Regions from separate parts of the Rattus norvegicus genome. Here region 1 is linked to region 2. Evidence: chromatin contacts called from public Hi-C data. All regions are on one chromosome and are shown on one strand. The core of a region is the stretch at or near the end of the contact, and the rest is flanking DNA. Distances in the headings are between cores, read along the strand shown. Region 1 holds the start of Ankrd37 (ankyrin repeat domain 37). Region 2 holds the start of Snx25 (sorting nexin 25).

The links. Hi-C and Micro-C count contacts between places; a contact is called where the count stands out from the background.
Region 1: a Hi-C map of liver shows a contact between it and region 2, with 4 times the contacts expected there. The contact joins the promoter of Ankrd37 here to the promoter of Snx25 in region 2. A contact is called at or near these places in 10 of 12 Hi-C or Micro-C datasets (the A7r5 cell line, Schwann cells, frontal cortex and 5 more) and 1 of 1 datasets of contacts at active chromatin or transcription factors (oligodendrocytes).

What each region holds. Positions count from the first base shown.
Region 1 is chr16:52,999,961-53,002,772 of GRCr8, reverse strand. It overlaps Ankrd37 (ankyrin repeat domain 37), which reads right to left and starts at 1,266. Exons shown (of 5, transcript NM_001108400.3): 1 at 1,032-1,266; 2 at 670-822. The coding sequence starts at 1,058. It also overlaps a transcript of Lrp2bp not described here.
Region 2 is chr16:52,865,841-52,868,540 of GRCr8, reverse strand. It overlaps Snx25 (sorting nexin 25), which reads right to left and starts at 1,439. Exons shown (of 19, transcript XM_224863.9): 1 at 767-1,439. The coding sequence starts at 1,141. It also overlaps a transcript of Cfap97 not described here.

The sequences.
Region 1 (2,812 bases), core at 17-2,516, 130 kb before region 2:
GGGACTGCCAGCAAACTAGAGTTCTATAGAAGGCAAAGGTTTATAATTGAAAACTTCATCACACTCTAATGATGAAGACTACTCAAAGAATTGATGGTAGACATGTCTCCCACACATTATTTCCTGGTTGATGGGACTTGGACAAAAAGCAAGTACTCTTAAAAGTCCTGTAGACACACACTATACAATGTGAGAGTAGCCAGTACCCACCTATTGCTAAGGAGCATTTGAAATGTGGGTAGACTTATTGAACTATGCCATAAAAGTAAAATACACACTGAACTGTGGTAGGAAAGCAAAATAAAATAGCATCTCAATCACTGCTGATATAATTACATATTAAAACAGTATTGGATTAAATTATTAAAAGTAATCCCATGGGGGTTGGGGATTTAGCTAAGTGGTAGAGCGCTTGCCTAGCAAACGCAAGGCCCTGGGTTCGGTCCCCAGCTCCGAAAAAAAGAAAAAAAAAAAAGTAATCCCATGGCTTGTTTTTGCTTTATTAATGTGGATACTAAACAAGTTCCAAGTTACCATCTTGCAGTATGTTTTTCCTGGAAATTCTTACATGGCTCTTTATACCAACTGAAACCCGCAACTGGGAAATGTTTGTGCAAACACTGGGTGGAGGAGAGGGTTGTACATAGCAACAATCGGTTACCTAGTTACCTGTTGGTTGAGGTCAGCACCCGTTTGCAGCTGCCAGAGAAGAAAGCAAGCAAGGCCGCCACCTGCAGCTAGGTGAACAGGCGACTGCTCTTGAGGATCCGGGGGTGCGTTGACTGATGCTCCTGTCTCCAGCAAATTCTTAAGGCCATCCTCCTGCAGGAAAAGAACAGACTGTCACCGTCCTGTCTTGCTTGAGCCTTCTGAGCTGAAAAATCCACCCTCCACGAGAAAAGAAAACAAAACCAGACAAGGTTTGACCTGGTAACCCAGCGCTCTGTCACCCAGCGTCACGCTTGTTAGAGCTCCCAAGACAGACCTCTGGGAGATCTAACCTGCAGGACGTAAAGGGGTGAGAGTCTCACCTCCAAGTTGCAGCTAAGCAACAGCATCGCCCCCTAAAGCAGATGACAAGTGTCCCCGGGAGTTCAGCGAGGCGAAACCGGTCGGTAAGAGTGCATGGGACTGCCCCCTTTCAGCAGAATTTAAAGCTCTCTGGGACTTGGAGGGCGGTGGCCCCTCCCCGCCGCTCCCCAGCCTAGGAGTGTCCCCACCGCCCAGTTCTCCACAGCTCGATTTTCCCAGCCCTGCAGCGGCCTCACGTACCCAAACAGTGACACGTGTAGCCCGGAACCCAGAGCGATGGAGAGGGGGCGGAGCCTGCTACGCGGCATGCCAGCTGATTGGCCAGGATGACCCACCTGGGTCCGCCCTCTGGGAGTGAAGCCCAGGGGGTCGTGGGCACGCATGCGCAGTGAAGGCCATGGGTGAAGAGGGTTGATATCCTGGCCTTTGAGCTTCGGCGGCGGCCATGACGCGAGCAGAACTAGGCACGTACCGCTGGGTGGAGTCAAGCCCTTTTATCCCTCTGGAGAAGCGGAAGTCGCCTGTACTGGGGCTTCTGTCTGCAAGCACGCACGTAGCGGGAAAAGAGGGACCCACCCTGCAGGCCCCGCGTCCTCCCCTTCCACCTTGGCCGGAAAGAGCTTCCTTCTGCTTCAAGTCCTATAGCACCGCGCGCGCCTCAAGATGCTTAGGAAGGGGATTCAGCGGGGGCGTTAGAGGTCTTGGCGATGGGACTCTGACCAGAGGTTTACCTTAGGAGGTGCTCTCCCAAACTAAGTGAATTATCAGCCAGTGCTGCCAGCTTCTTTGTGAGCAGGGTGCCAATTCCTGTGAAATAAGCCAGCCATTGTCACATGTCCCCAGGGCCCGGAAATAGCTAGTAAATACAAGGAGTTTGCCAAGGATGGCCCTCACTCTGGTTATTAGGAATATGAAAAGGAAAAAACAAAAGATTACAATGAAGAAAAAAGCCAGATACTATTTAGGCCAGGTGATTGTTAAGGTTAGTGATAGGTTGACAGCACGAACCCTTGAATGCCTGCTCTAGGACATGAGAAGGGCTCCACCAAAACCCAGAACTTATATTAGAGCGTCAGATAGACCGAATCAAATGGACTCTTCACAAGATATTTGGCTCATACTACTCAAAGCCTTCAAGGTCATAAGTGAGTAAAGTCTGAGAAACAGACCGGAGGAAACAACAGTTTAGGGTGAGATTTTAAAACGGAAACGCGGCACTACTGGTAAAATTCATGACAATGTAATAACTACAAAGCGTGAATTCCTGGTAATGAACCCTGTTGACTTCTGACTGTGGTAAAGGGAATGTTAATAGGGGAAACATAAAGGTAAGAGACTATTAACATCTGGTTATACCTCAAATAAAATGTATAATTTATTTGTTCCTGTAAATCGTCGCTAAGGAAGTTTTATTTAAATATTTGGTTTCCCATTTTAATAAGGATTCTTTTTCAATAGTTGTAACAGAAGATATCTCAACCAGTATGAAGCTGGTTTTAAAGAACAAGTTTATCGTAGACACAGTTCTCCCAAATAGTCACAAACTTCTCAACCATTTAGTTTCACTAACCAATAATATTTCTTTGATAAGACACACTGCCTGTTGTGGTGATCCAAAATCTTAGGCTTCTTAAAACTTTTTCCACCCATGGCTCTTAATTGCCTGGGAAAAAAATTGTATTTAACTCTACTTTAGTTGTATAGGTGTATGATACAGTACGAATCAAATATGATAGTCAAATATTCATATGTGTATAATTTGACCATTTATAAGATTGTA
Region 2 (2,700 bases), core at 190-2,689:
CCCCTAGATCTCGGGCAATTTCAGTTTTATGAAGATGTCAATCAGCCAAGTTCAGGTAAAATGAAGGTCCCTTTAAAGGGTTATTATGAACAGACTGGAGGTAAAGTTTGATTTTAGGCAAACATGGGGTCGTTAGGAAGGAGGGCAAAGCACGTTGAAAATAAAATTCTTAACTGCATTCCACAACATAACCTATATATCCCTACATAACCACAACCCTGGTGTCCTACACCTCACTGACGTCAGCTTTTCCTCTTAACAAAAGACAGTGGTTCCTAGTGAGCATGTCCCCCAATCCCCTCAAATCAGACATCCAACTGAGCTGCGTTACCACTTAACCCACATGGAGGAAAACAAGACCTTACAGGTGTGAAGTACACAGGGCCCATTGAGTGAGCTCGGACTGGGTGACCCAACCAAGTTTTCTCTTCTGGAAACCATCATAAAGTTATCTCCCACACACTACAGATGGAAAACCCCAACAGAATCATCAGTACTGAGAGCGAAGCCTGCCTCCTCCTGTAGGTGCTGTGTGCGATTTTTCGCCAGCACTCACCAACTTCAACCTCGGAGACCTGCCTGGATCTCTGCGTGCAGAGGATGGTGGATGAGTAACTACAGAGCCTAAAACCGCGCGCGTGGCCAAGCCCGCGCCGCCCAGTCCTCAGCGGGCTTAGGATGCGGGAGGGCCACCCTGCGGGAGCCCCCCAGGATCTGCGCGCGCACGAAGCCGCGGGCACGCGAGGCAGCCGAGACCGGTACTCACCCGCAGCGGACAGCGGACGGCCGCCGCCAGCCGGCTCCAGGAAGAGGCGAAGTCCGGCGGCTGGGCGCGCGGGCTCCAGCAGACGAGCGCGACCAGTGTCCCCAGCAGCAAGGCGGCCGCGGCGCAGCTCAGGTACAGGCTGAGGCGCAGCAGTACCGCGCCCGGCCCCGTGCCCGCCGCCGGTCCCCAGCCCGGGACCAGGCAGCACAGCGCCAGCACGGCCAGGGCCGCCACGGCTGCGGGCCCCCGCCAGCCCCCGCCCGGGCGGTCCGCCGTCCGCTGTCCGTCCGCGGAGCCCCGGGCAGCGCGGCAGGCGTCTGCGGCGGACGTGGGGCCGCGGCGGGCGCCGCTGCTGTCGGTGGCATCGCGGTGCATGCTGCTTCCTGGGCCGCTGGCGACAGGCTCATCTCCCGGCCCGCTGCCCCCCGGCGCCGCCCCGGGCCGTGGCCTGTGCGCGGCGCCCGGCCGCCTCGCCGCTCCCGCCGCCGCTCGCGAGGCAAGGGCAGCCCGTGCTCATGCCCTCGCCGGCGGCCCTGCGCGGGAACCGCTCCAACAGACACCGCCGCGCCCCCCTCGGTGCCGCCGCCCCGCGCTGGGCCCGCAGCTGCCCGCCGACCTGGCGTGCCCAGGTAGCGGGACCGCGAGGCGACTGGAGCCCCACGGGCTTGAGACGCGCGGGGGCGGGGGCGGGACCTGCGGCTGACTGACAGTGGGGCGTGGTCGCCCCGCCCACCCGGGGGCGGGGGCGGCCGGAAAGGGGCGCGACCAATCGCAGTAGACCCCGCTACTTCCCGAGCCTCCACCCCCGCCCCCCGGGGACCGCGTCTGTTCGTGGAAAATTTTGCTGCAGGTGTCAGAAGCTTGAGTACTGCTCGGCTCAGGTGCTCCCTTATTTTCCCCGCTCGCTCCTCGCCTTGCCTACATCCCGGTACCAGACACCGGCCCTTGTCCTCTAACTCTCTGATTAACCTGATACTGTCCCTGATCCTCAATTTTACTTCTTTCTTACAACCGACCCCACCGCCCAAGGATAGGGACTAAGACAAAACTGAAGGAGTTAAGTGAAGCCTGTGGTTCCCACTTACTTATGGAAAGACTCCCAGAGTGTCTTCCTGGTGCCAGAGAGTGTACACAGCTGCCATAATCGATTTGGCTCCGATTTTGTGTTTTTGTTGCCAACAACTACTCGGTACAAAAGCTGTTACCCACGCAAAAGAAACTGGTTCAAATAATTTTGAGAGAACATATTTCCCTCTCCTATCTTAGTCGCAGCCGGTAGTCTACAGACGATGTTTGCTGAGAAGAAAATGTCCAAATGCTCCTCAATACTATAACAGGGCTGCCAAAGACCATACGGGGTGTTGACTGTCTTAGAGGAATGGTGGAAAATAAGAATTTCTGAAGACACTGGGAAGGGAGACAGAGTAGAGAGGACAAAAAGGAATGAAATAAGAAAAGAAGGGGAACTTGATAGATAAGGAGCCTAGGACCTCTCCCCATGACACTTTAATGAACAATTCCAAATTCTTTAACTTGTACTATTTTGTTTTGTGACAGGGTCTCTCTGTGTAAACCTGGCTATCCTGAAACTCACTATGTGGACCAGGCTAGTCTGGACTCCCTCAGAGATCTGCTTGCCTCTGCTTTCAGAGTACTGGAATCAAAGGTGTGCAGCCTAATATTTGCAGCGTCTCTAGTATGTTGACTGATAGTGCCCCAGGTGGCAGATGAGTAAAATAAGCCTTAAAATGCAGTGTTATATATAGTGTTATATATTACAGCTATACTATTTTTGTTTTTTTTTCTGTAAAGGGATTGTTTCATCCATAATAAGTATTTGCCATTTCATCAAAAAAGGGAAAAGAAAACAGTCATGAAGTAAAGTACTTGCCTGCTTAAAATGAAGTATAACACAAAAGGTTATTATTCAAGAG